2 separate regions of the Drosophila melanogaster genome follow, and region 1 is linked to region 2. Evidence: chromatin contacts called from public Hi-C data. All regions are on one chromosome and are shown on one strand. Each heading gives the region's core, a stretch centred on a gene start, on an enhancer-like site or on the middle of the called end of the contact. The rest is flanking DNA. Distances are from core to core; before and after follow the strand shown. Region 1 holds the start of lncRNA:CR44061 (long non-coding RNA:CR44061). Region 2 holds the start of lncRNA:CR45259 (long non-coding RNA:CR45259).

Region 1 (6,023 bases), core at 1,949-4,448, 110 kb after region 2:
TCTCTAAGTGGAGCAAAGGTCACCGCGAATCTGGGGGCGTGGCAGAGCGGTTCCGCCCACCTATTAAATATGCATGCCTGCCTATGCGATAGGTCGAGATTTCTGCCGAGTTATGAACTCGCTTCCTGCTTATGCGGAATTTTTCATATTTTTTACGTGCCGCAAGACCAAATGGAGTGGAGCACGGTCTTCGATTGGTGAATGATATGCGATGTTCCGTGGGCCACCTTTATCATTTCTCCGGCCTGTTTTACATGCATGGAACACACGTGGGGAAGCCGAAGTCGCCGTCCCATCCTTTAACAATGCCGCAGGAGCCAAGCCGTGGTTGCTTTTGTTGTTTATTTCAAAAGTTAATTTCGCACTTTATCATCGACTCGGTCGGCGGCGTATGGGAAATGAAACTTTTCAGCGGAAACGGAAGCTGTACACGTCCCCCGGCTCTTCTCTGGTCCCTCCTGCTCCTCGTGCTCGTAGTGCAGCTTCTCGTGGCCAACTTTGGTGTGAATAAAGTAAAACAAATGAAAAGGCTTTCCCCGCTTTTCCGCTGGCGCCTTTCTTTGGCAACAATTGCATTGCGGTAAACAATATTTCTGTTATCTGGCCACCAGGGTGGTGGTATACTTTACAGCTTCGTTTCCGCGCCCATTTTTATTGTTGGCTGAAAGGCAGCCAAGTGTTCAATGCACAACTTTTAGCGCAATTGTTAAAAGAATTAAAAGACAGCTGAAAGAGTCGGGGCGAAACAAAAGCCAGAGATATGATAACAGCCAGAGGACCGAGCACTGAGCACTGAGCACTGAGCACCGAGAATGGGGAACAGAGGAGCGAGGATGGTGGACGGTGGACCGGAAGCGGAAGGGAGCTGCCATAGACTCCGGTTAGAGTGGTATACATGCGAGAGAAATGTGCCGTGACGTGGCAAATGTAATGGAAAATGGTCACAGGATCTGGAATCCACCTCATCCTGCCCTGCTGGCCAACTATTTTCATGCAGCTCGGCAATGTGTAACGCGCCGTAGAAAACAACGACACCATTCTTGGCTCTGCAGCTATTTATATGTTTATTCTGTTCGAGCCAGGCTATGATTTCTGTGCCAAGTGCGTAAGTGCCAAGGGGCGGGGAGAAAAGCAGTGATGGGCTAGGGGTTTTGGGGGGGCTGGCGAAACGGACTAACAAGCGACGTTTATTGCCATAAAAGTTTACGACAAAAACTCATTTCCGTCACCAAAGCAGAGCAATAAATGTGAGGGGAAATCCATAGCGAGTTGCACTGAAAGAAATTGTGCAGGTGGTATTGTTTTTTCATGTATGGTTAAGTCATAGGTTCATAAGTTCGTGTTTTGGCTTAAAATGCGATGTAATTAGCCGTTTAAATACTGAAGAATTCGCATGTTAAGAGAGCCTGAGTCTCTGATTGAATTCATTTATTTGGTCCTAGTGACCTTCTAAGCTGTTTTTCTTCTTCTGTGGGGCGTCGATTCTGCAATGAATCTACGTGGAGACCCTTGGCTCTCAGCTACACATGTCGCAGAAGGCGCATCCGGAACGGAAGTGGAGCACTCAGCGGCAGCGGAAGAGCCACAACTTGAGCCATTTGTCAGCTGGTGGCACTTGGCTGGAGCCACGGTCTGGTATGCAAATGGGGATCGGGATCGGCTCATATAGAAATGCTGAAATAATAATAATAATTCGGTTGACATTAGCCAGCGAGCGCCTTCGCCAAGCAATTTAATTATGCAGATAGTCTTGCCGGGAATTACCTGGCCGGCAGCTGGCAAAGCAGCCGGAGCGGGAGCCATTGCTCATTAGTGTCAATCTATTTAGCATAAATTTCAATTAAAGCAATATCCTGCAGCCAGGACACGACGATGAAGCCGACTTAGGGCAAGGAATCGCAAGGAAAACACGGCGAGTTCCAGGGAAAGGAAAGGAGTGCGGGCTGGTAAAAAAACAAACGAGGCGAAGGATGCAAAATTATGGCGCCCGCTGTTGTCATCGCCGCTCCGTTTTTTTCTGGCCCCAGTTTTTCACCATGGCGTCTCATATTTCAGGCAAACTCATTAAAATGCAAAATGAGACCAAAGTAAAGTATATTGGAAACTCGCAGAGGAAAGGTTACAGCTCCCAGCTTAAATACCTCGGAGCACCGAGTGGCAATCATTGACGAAGGCAACCAACCGCCTATTCTACAAAATCCCACATCGCAAATCCCGGCTAAGAAAAGTACTCTCCGAAAGCCGAAAGTAGTAGGGAAAATGAAAATATAAATGAAATCGAATACTCTAAATACTCTAGCAGGCAATATTGAACATTCTATTAAAATACAAATATTTCAAATTAAGTATGTACAAATAGTTGGGCTATAAACAAAATTGTATTTCCTTAAAAGTATGTAGAATGATCTTTTGGATGATGGCAAACTTCTGGAGGCAATAGTAATACCCTCTGGAATGTGGCGGTAATCGTGGTGAGCCATTTAGCCCCAGACAGCGACTCAGACTGGAGTCTCCCGTTATGAGGATGTTGCAATATTTCCGCACAGCTTACGTGCCACAAGCCCGGCCAAGCAAACACACATGCGGACACGCACCGGAGGATTCCGGAGAGGAGCGCTTAGGAGCTGACAGTTTTGTAAATATGTGTGCGGAGGTTCGCCGTCCTTCCAGGAGAAATCCTCCTGGAGGGACAGGAGCAGGAGGAGCTCCAACTCCCCAACAAGCGGAAGGAAACAGTTAATACTTCTGTCTGTTATGCGCTTACTTCCTGTCTCCATTAAAAGTCATTCTTTTGGATAATCCTTTTGGCAACATTATGGCAAGTATTAAAACTTTTTTTGCACCAGCCAGGGAGCAACGTAATGCCCCGCCCATGTCCCTGACTACTTACTACCTAGCCAGCATAGCAAAAGTTTTGCAGATTCTTCTGCTGTTGTGGCCAGGATTTGGATTTGTTGTGCCGTACTGTGTGTTCTGTGTTCTGTGTTCTCTGTTCGGTGAGCTTTGCTGTGGACCAGAGTGCGCATTTGGTGTGGGTTTCGGTTTTGCCAGCTCCTTTGGCCAGCTGCAGGGCATTCCTTTCCACTCTGTGTTCATAGGTGGCCCTGTTTTTGCCTCCGCATGATAACCATAAATATTTCGTGTAATAGAAAATGTTGTGTAAGTGCTTTGCTCTGGCTGTTTTTTTTTTTTTTGCTTACTTCTTGGCTTTGGCTTGATTACGGCCAGCGAATTCCGGGCAAAGTTTAATCGAAAAGGAGAAGAAAGATCGGGAAATTCCACGCTAATGGCACAAACCGGGCTACGTATTCAATACTCGGAATAGTCGCCCTGCCCAGATGAGCATTTATCATCATCAGCAGCCTGACTCGAGGCATATTGAATATTTGGCTTTTTGCCCACTCCGCAAATGAATATTAACGGTTGGCCGGGACTCACCTACCTCCGCACTCTGGTTGGGAATTATTCAAATTTCGACAAAAGGTGGCCGGGCTAAAACACGAAACGTGTTCCGCATCCGCAAAATCCTTTGAGCAAACACACACAGGGCAAAGGCTAAAATGACACCAGCGGCTATATTGTTGTATGTAGTCCCCAGCCATTAAAAGTACGCTCGGCTGAATGCCGAATGCTCCCTTTATGCAAATCCCCCAAAAGGAGATGGCTGGAAGGCCTTCGCTGTCGTCTGGTTGCCATGAAAAATTGACACCTCATCGCCTTTCAATGGAGCACCTGGAACCGGGAGCTCCGCTCGTGGGTGAAAGACTGCGGCTGATTGAACCGTGTCCGGCTTTAATGGTCTCTGCTCCACGGGGAGCCAATCGCTGATCCTTCGTCAGCTAAACAAAACTAAATTAAATATTGGAAATATTTGCTTAGAATCTTATATAGTACAGCATGTCAGCTGACAGAGCTTTCCCAGTCAGCTGATCTCCGATCTCCACTTGTCGCATTCGATCTCCAATGGCCCGAAGAGCTTTCCCAGTTGCCATGGAATCGCCAGCCCGTGTGCTCGCATGAAAAAAGAACTGTCCGGAAATAGCTCAGCCCGCTGGCCACAGATGTTCGGTGGGAATTCCAGAGAAGCAGGCATGTGGCAGCGCATACTTTTGCTCGGCTGCATGTGGAGTGCATTTTTCATGTGCCGCAGCCGGGGGCAACAAATCAACATTGGTGAGTTGTGGTTAGGAGTGGGAAAAAGCAGCTACCTACTTTTTTGTGCAACCCGCAGGCGCCTTCTTCTACGACGATGAGCTGGAGCTGGAGAAAGAGTTCATGACGGTGGTCAATGCCATCAATGGACCTGAATCGGAACAGACGATGCGTTTCTATCCGCTCATAAAGCGCCTGAAGCCCGAGGATGGGAGTGTCACAATGCAGGAACATGGTGAGTCCACCCATCCACGCACTCTATTCCAAATAACTCGAACATATTTTCGCTTTCAGCCTGCGATCTCATAGATAATGGTGTCGCGGCTATTTTCGGACCAAGTTCAAAGGCGGCGAGCGGTAAGAGAGTGCGGGAAAATCTTGTGTAGAACGCGAAAGCAAAATAGAACGCGAGGAAAATTGGGCACAAGAAAATCGACGAAAACTTTGACGGCATCTCCCAGATTTGTTTGCCAACAGAGCGTATTCGTCATGGGTATCATATCATCTGTTTAATGAGCAGACCTCTACTCTCTTTTTGCAGACATTGTGGCCTTGGTGTGCAATAGTACCGGCATTCCGCACATAGAGTTCGACATATCGGACGAGGGCATTCAGGCCGAGAAGCCCAACCACCAAATGACCCTTAACCTCTACCCGGCCCAGGCCATATTGTCCAAGGCCTACGCGGATATTGTACAAAACTTTGGGTGGCGCAAGTTCACCATTGTCTACGATGCGGACGATGGTGAGTAGGAGCATTCAAGAGAATTTGTTTATATCCAGGACGAACTTCCCACAGCCAGGGCAGCAGCTCGACTGCAGGATCTTCTGCAGCTGCGAGAGGTTCACAATGATGTGGTGCGGGTGCGAAAGTTCCACAAGGATGACGACTTCCGGGTCATGTGGAAGAGCATACGGGGCGAGCGGCGAGTGGTTTTGGACTGTGAGCCCAACATGCTGGTGGAGCTTCTGAATTCCTCCACTGAGTTCGGTCTGACTGGACAGTACAATGTGAGTAATCCATGGGATCCACTAAGAGAAACAGCTTTTATAAACTTTAAAACAGCATATATTCCTGACGAACCTGGAAACCTACACCGATCATCTGGAGGAACTAGCGGCGGATAACGAAACATTTGCCGTGAACATAACTGCTGCTCGTCTTTTGGTCAATCCCGATCCTCCGCCGGTAAATGAAGCAGACAAAGCCCTATTCCCTTGGGCACACTAACTCATTTTGGTTTCGCAGTACTCCCTACCTTACGGATATGTCACCCAAAGGGACAACATCGTTTACGAAAGCAGCGATCCGCCTCGCACCCTCATCCACGACTTGATACATGATGCACTGCAGCTTTTTGCGCAGTCCTGGCGCAATGCCAGCTTCTTCTACCCGGACAGGATGGTGGTGCCGCGAATAACCTGCGACTTTGCCGCATCCGGAGGTCGCACCTGGGCCATGGGGCGTTATCTGGCACGCCTCATGAAAGGGGTAAGAACTACTTTCCGCATAAACCGAGGAATCGAAACGTTAATCTGCGAGGTGTGTGTTGCAGACTTCCGGCGTGAACAACACGAACTTTCGGACAAGTATCCTGCAGTTCGACGAGGATGGACAGCGGATAACGTTCAACATCGAGGTCTACGACCCCTTGGACGGCATTGGCATAGCCATCTGGGACCCTCGGGGTCAGATAACGCAGCTCAATGTGGACGTCAAGGCGCAGAAGAAGATGATTTACCGGGTGGCCACCAGAATTGGCCCACCATACTTCTCGTACAACGAGACTGCGAGGGAGCTGAATCTGACGGGCAACGCCCTCTATCAAGGATATGCCGTGGACCTTATCGACGCCATTGCCAGACACGTG
Region 2 (5,783 bases), core at 2,895-5,394:
AATTTCGGAACAGAAGTAGAAAAGATAGAAATTTAGATAGATTTAAAGTGGGTATTTCATATTTTGCCACAAAAACTGGCAATCGAAACCGAAAATGTTAATTGAGTGAAAGTGAAATATTGGCAATACCAATCAAAGTTTATGCTCAAAAATTCAAATAAAAAATACACTGTCTGAATATTTCGACAGACGCAAAAGATGTGGTTTGAGATTAGTTTTTGCTCAACACTCGAAATTCATAAATAAATTCGTCCAATTGGCCGGGAAGTGGAGTGGAAAAACAGCAGCAGCAAACTTTAAAAGCAAAATACTTTAAAATATATCAGCAGTAATTAACAAACTTGATTTCTCGTCAAAAAACGGCCAGGAAATACACTTATTACACTTAAATTAAACATAAATTGGTAAGAAATCTGAGAGTTAAGAAGGTTCAAAACTACATTGTTCTGATAGAAAAAAAGCAATCTTACAAACTGGTAATAAGAATACATCATAAACAATTTGAAAGCTATTGCATCATTTTCCTTTTTTTTTCCAAGTTGAGTTGACCATATTTGACAGCATTTTAAAAAGGGCGATGATGGATCTATTCAGACCGGAAGTGTACAAAATTCAGTACTACCCCTTTTAACCCCTTGTTGGCTGCCGTCCAGAATCCTTTATTTAAAAATGCAACAAGCAACGCTGAAACTTTTTGTTTCTGATTCGCAGCACAAGTCGATAGAAGCAAACAAAAAGCGTTTGCAGGCGAAAAAAAATGGATGTGGAAAGGGGAAAAACTGGCAGCCAAAAATGCCAAACAAATTGATTGGAATCGAAAACGAAACGCAAACGAAAACGATTCGAGTGATTGACTGACTGGCTGGCTGACTGACTGACTGACTGCCTGATGGATCGACGGACGGATGAACGGGCGGACGGACGGACAAAATATGATGGCTTATGGAGGTGATGGCCGAGCTGAAATGTAACCGAAAAACGGAGACTTTGATTGCCCACGTTCGACGCTCAACTTCAATTTGGGGGCTCGAAAAACATTTTAGCCCGGAATTTAATTTGATTGCCCGGCTCATGAGCGTGCCAATGAATATGAGCGGACAAACGAATGGATGCCACTGGCCGTTCATTTTTTGACGAATGCAATTACGCAACGGGCTGCAATGCAAATTTGTGCAGAGCCTCCAATTGTTGTTGCCCTGCTCACTCATCGAAAATGCATTTGGCATTATTTGCTGGCCGTCGCCCGGAGGAGACTTCCGCCGCCATTCAATTCAAATATCGCCTCGCATAGAACTCAATCGAATCGAATCGAATCGAATCGAGTCCAATGGATGGCGAGGAGATTCGAGCTGAATCGCATCGAATTGAATGCACGGACGTCTCATCCGCACTGCCCTCACCTCTTCCGCTCCTCGGACACACTTCCGGTGCACTGAAAACAATCTCTCACCTGCAAGGCTGGAGGATAACTCAAGAATTCATGGAATTGCAGACCCCAGGACAACTCTTTTCTCGCCGTGCAGGCTTCGCAATGACAACGGAGGCGATGGCAAGCCCGCAGCTCACAATGCAACTCATGAAATCGACGAATCGACAACTCGACGTGTTTATTCACTGCATTTCCTGTTGATATTCAACAAATGTCAGCCGCACCTCCACGGCCCCACTGATTCTCAGAGTCTCTGGAGGAAGCAGGAAGCGCATTTGCACTGCTTTGGCAGGACATCCCGCCGAGGAAGGGGCGGGAAAAAACCCGGAGCTGTGCATTGATTTTTGCACTCATTGTTGCCACACCAAACTGCAGATTCTGCGAGCCACGACTTCTAAAGGTGTAGAAATAGTTAGAACAAGAAACGGCGAAACACCCAGCAGATCGAAAGAAACTTTTCCACTTAGCTGGTCGAAAAAAGAACAGCTTTCTATAGCTTTCTATTCGGTTAGGCCGAAAACTCATTTGTTTGCGTGTTTACCTTACAATTAAACCAATCCACTGCACCGAGTGCTATACAAATGTTATTTTAAATCAAATAAGGAAGTGTACAGCACGAGCTCCCCAAGTACCGAGCATAATTATTGACTCAGCCTGGAAGGAGCAGAGCCAACCACTTTCTCCACCCTTCACCATCCAAGGCCAGTTTCATTGCTTTCGAAGGAGAATTTAATTTTCATAAATATTTCGCATTCCTCGCAGTCGCAGATTTAAGCTGCTGTTGCAGTTGTCGTCATCGCATTGCCATCGCCATCGCCATCGCCATCGCCACCGCCTTGCTTTGTGTGTGGTTGGTTTCCCTCCGGTTCTCGACACTCGGTTCCTTTGGATTCGGAACACCCGGGTTTTTCGCACAAACATGTGCCGCCCCTCAGGCGCTGCCACGCCCACTGCAGCAGCGGCAAGTGCGTCAATACGGAAAAAAAAGGCTGGGGTGCACGTGGCTGGGCGGGGGTGAGTATGAGTGGGCGGGACATAAAAAATTTAAACTAAAAATGTTTTATGCATGGGCAAACCACAACAAAGCGCGTAAATGTCATTTCCTTTTGACTAAAAGGATACTTTGAAATTGAAATTGTGGTATTTTTTACACACCCACACAGCTGCACTCTCGCTGGGGGCAGGACCTGCAGGACCAGCAGGTTCCCTCCATCCAGGGACAGGAGTCCAGCTGTACAGCTGTCCTGCCGTCCGGCTGCCGGCAAAAACGTCAGCAATGCCTTTGTAATAGTTGGAGCTGCTCCCCCCAATTGAGTTGCTGTTTCTGTTTGGCCGGCTGCATTGTGCGGCCATCGAGCGATTTGAGTTGTCTGCTCATGTGAGCAGCCATCAATGGGCATGTTAGGGCAAGTGATTCGGTTTGGGCCGGGGCAAGTGCTTTTTCGGGCGAGGACACATCGAAACAAGTGGCGGGCTGGATAACAAACAGCAGCAGCAAAGGCTATCTATTCATACATAATCAAATTGTGTTCGACACTCTGCTGGCAGATAAGCTGAGCAATTTGTGGGAGTATCATTTCCATGTTGACAGGTAATGCCGAAGCTTATCAATGCCAATATAATAAGATTTTCTCCCTGTGTAAAGGCATTAGAACACTCCAAGTGGCGAGGGGACCAGCGACGACCAGTGTACAAACAGTATACTTTGCGGCTAATTACGCCTGAAAAATGGGGGCGGAATGATTCCACGCCTTCGGGCTAACACTGTTTTTCACACCACTGCACAGTGATGACTAAAAGTGGCTGGCTTTTCCAATTCAGGGATTCTGGGCAGGGATTTGGCGGCTTAGGAGCGAACTTCTACTGCACACTTGGTGGCAAGAGGTTGGATTTGCATATATTAAAATAAGTAAAATAACATACTCAACAAAATCGAGCTCTGCATTGGGATTCCCCAAAAGTTGTGCTAATTGATTGGAAAATCACACACACAGGTGTTAAAAAGTATGTAACGCTGTATTCTGAAGCAAAGCCCTTGGGAATACTGCGTGTAATAGTTATCAGAGTTCAAAGAGCATTCGTACGCTTAGTGCTAAGCCAGGACCTTTCACCAAGACTTCGTCCTCGAAGCCATCGTGCCATCGACCACTGTGTCTGTGAGCTTTGAAAGTGGAGGCGGTGGAAGTGGAGCATTGTGCCTGTGACAACGAGCGACTAAACATCACAATTGAGTGCAAATCGGGCGGCGAAAGGGGGTCTGAATGCATTTTCCGACTGGCTGCGCAGCACTTGCAGGAAAACAGGGGAAAACTTGTCGCTGGCAGGGCGAGGAGTGCCAATTATCGGCATTTTGCATTTGGAATTTGTGGCCAAGGCAGTCGGGCCATGAATTATTATGCCGAAAAAGTTTCGAGACAGAACTCTGGCAGGGGCACTCAGTTGGATTTGGTTCTCGCACTTGGCCTGCCCCACATCCTTCGGTCCATAAACCCTCGAAGGCTCCTTCTGAAATATTCATGCGTGTGGCGACAATTATGCCAAGTCCTGAGCAAAGAGGGCAAATGCCACGGGTAATGCAAATGCAACACAAGAGCTGCAAATTCAAAGGCAACACTGCATTGTTTCTACTTTCTACTACTTCTGCACTTGGAAAAATACTATACTCTAGTATATGCTATTTGTTTAAAACGGGCGTGTCAACAAACCCTTGGCTTAAACTTCTCGAGTATAAAACAAAAGATTTCATTAATACTGTTTTTATTCCTAGGTAACAGATGCTGTGACCCAACTGCCGGGAGAAAGTGCACCTGGGCCCATTAACATTTTAATGGGTTATTATTTGTCTCTGTGCATCTGCATCTGCTGGCGTTTTCGGGAGTTTCGTGGCTTTCGGGAGGGGTAATTTGCGGTTGGCCTTATAAATTGGAGCGACCACAACACGCACATAAAAGCAGGCATACAGACACAGAAATCAACCATTCGACGCAGGCGGCGCGCGAAGAAAGCTGGAAAATTTTGAAGTAACAGAAAAGTTGCCTCCAGAGTCTTAAGAGGGGCGTTTGGGGCCAGGGGCGTGGCAAGCCAGAAAATTTCTCAATTCAAGTCCTCAAATGAGAAAAAGCACAGTGGCGATAGCAAGGCAAATTTGACTGCAAATCTGAGAGCATACTAAAGTTCGATAATAAAAATGCGAGTTTGATGATAAAACCAAAGTTGGTATTATTTTTTAAAACTCTACTAAAAATTGGAAATCCCGTACTAAAATGATCCAAGTATTCTGATTCATGGCCCCAAAGTCACGATTCCATCTCGCATTTCCCTGCGAATGCCAGTTGCAGTCGGTCGAGCATTCATGGCACCGATGTGTTTACATGTTGTAGCAGCTGGCAACATGGAGTCCTTGCCGCATCCTTGCCTTCCTCCTCCTCCTCCTCCTCGGAATAGTCCGAACTCAGCATTGCCCAGAGTTAATTGTGGACAGACTGCGGGAATCGATGGAGAAACAGGGAAACATTCGAGCTTACATCACTAAATCCTGTCGTGCTGCGGAATAATCTTCAAGTCCCCGCTTTTAAACCTCCTTTCAGGCGCTTGCAAGTGGATGCAACTATTGCTCCGACTTCCACGATATTCTGTTTCCTTTGCTGTTGTTCCAGCATTATTATTTTTAGCGAACACGTTTTTAATTTCATTTGAAATTCATGAGCTGCATTTGCTCTCGCTTGCCGGGAAAGCCAAGAAAGAAAAGAGAAGTGAAGGACCTTAAAGCTGCAATTGAATTCGCGTCGCGACGTCAAACAGCTTTATTCCGGTCTGGCGCAGAATTCAATTTTTGGGTAGCTCTTTTAATATGCGACGTCTTAGACATTGTTTTCCATTTCCATCTCCTAAGCGGCTTTCCTCGACCTTCAGGTGCTCCAGGCTGTGTTTTCCGTCTTTGTTTTCTGCTATTGCCCAGCCGAATGGCAGTTTTAATTTAATATTCATAAGCAAGCAGTTAATGAAAAACACTTGAAGTCATCACGGGCCCGCAAAAAAAGCGGCAACACATGTGTGCCGGGCCCACAACTTCTGGCGATATTGCGTTGTAACCTATATAATAAAATGTCAAATATGCTTGACGCAATTTAACCGCAGCCCCGAAACCCCAGCCACCCACTTAGCCACTCGACAACGCTGGAGGACCCTCGGGTTATCAGGTAGAAGGAGATGGGTGGCGTTGGGTCGAGAACCAGAACCGGGACTGGAACGACTACAATATCGCTCAATGGGACTGCGACAACGTCGTCGATGTGGTCGACGTGGCAGGTAAAACGGCAATTCCTGTCTTCAGTTACCCATTTCAGCTGCCCTT

The links. Hi-C and Micro-C count contacts between places; a contact is called where the count stands out from the background.
Region 1: a Hi-C map of the Kc167 cell line shows a contact between it and region 2, with 2.9 times the contacts expected there. The contact joins the promoter of lncRNA:CR44061 here to the promoter of lncRNA:CR45259 in region 2. A contact is called at or near these places in 14 of 107 Hi-C or Micro-C datasets (the Kc167 cell line, the S2 cell line, cellular blastoderm embryo and 7 more).

What each region holds. Positions count from the first base shown.
Region 1 is chr2L:910,107-916,129 of dm6, forward strand. lncRNA:CR44061 (long non-coding RNA:CR44061) reads right to left here and starts at 3,199. Exons shown (of 1, transcript NR_073685.2): 1 at 2,875-3,199. It overlaps GluRIIC (Glutamate receptor IIC), which reads left to right and starts at 3,980. Exons shown (of 11, transcript NM_134713.4): 1 at 3,980-4,173; 2 at 4,232-4,387; 3 at 4,447-4,509; 4 at 4,694-4,897; 5 at 4,952-5,163; 6 at 5,219-5,341; 7 at 5,402-5,644; 8 at 5,709-6,023. The coding sequence starts at 4,092.
Region 2 is chr2L:795,712-801,494 of dm6, forward strand. lncRNA:CR45259 (long non-coding RNA:CR45259) reads left to right here and starts at 4,145. Exons shown (of 1, transcript NR_124009.1): 1 at 4,145-4,612.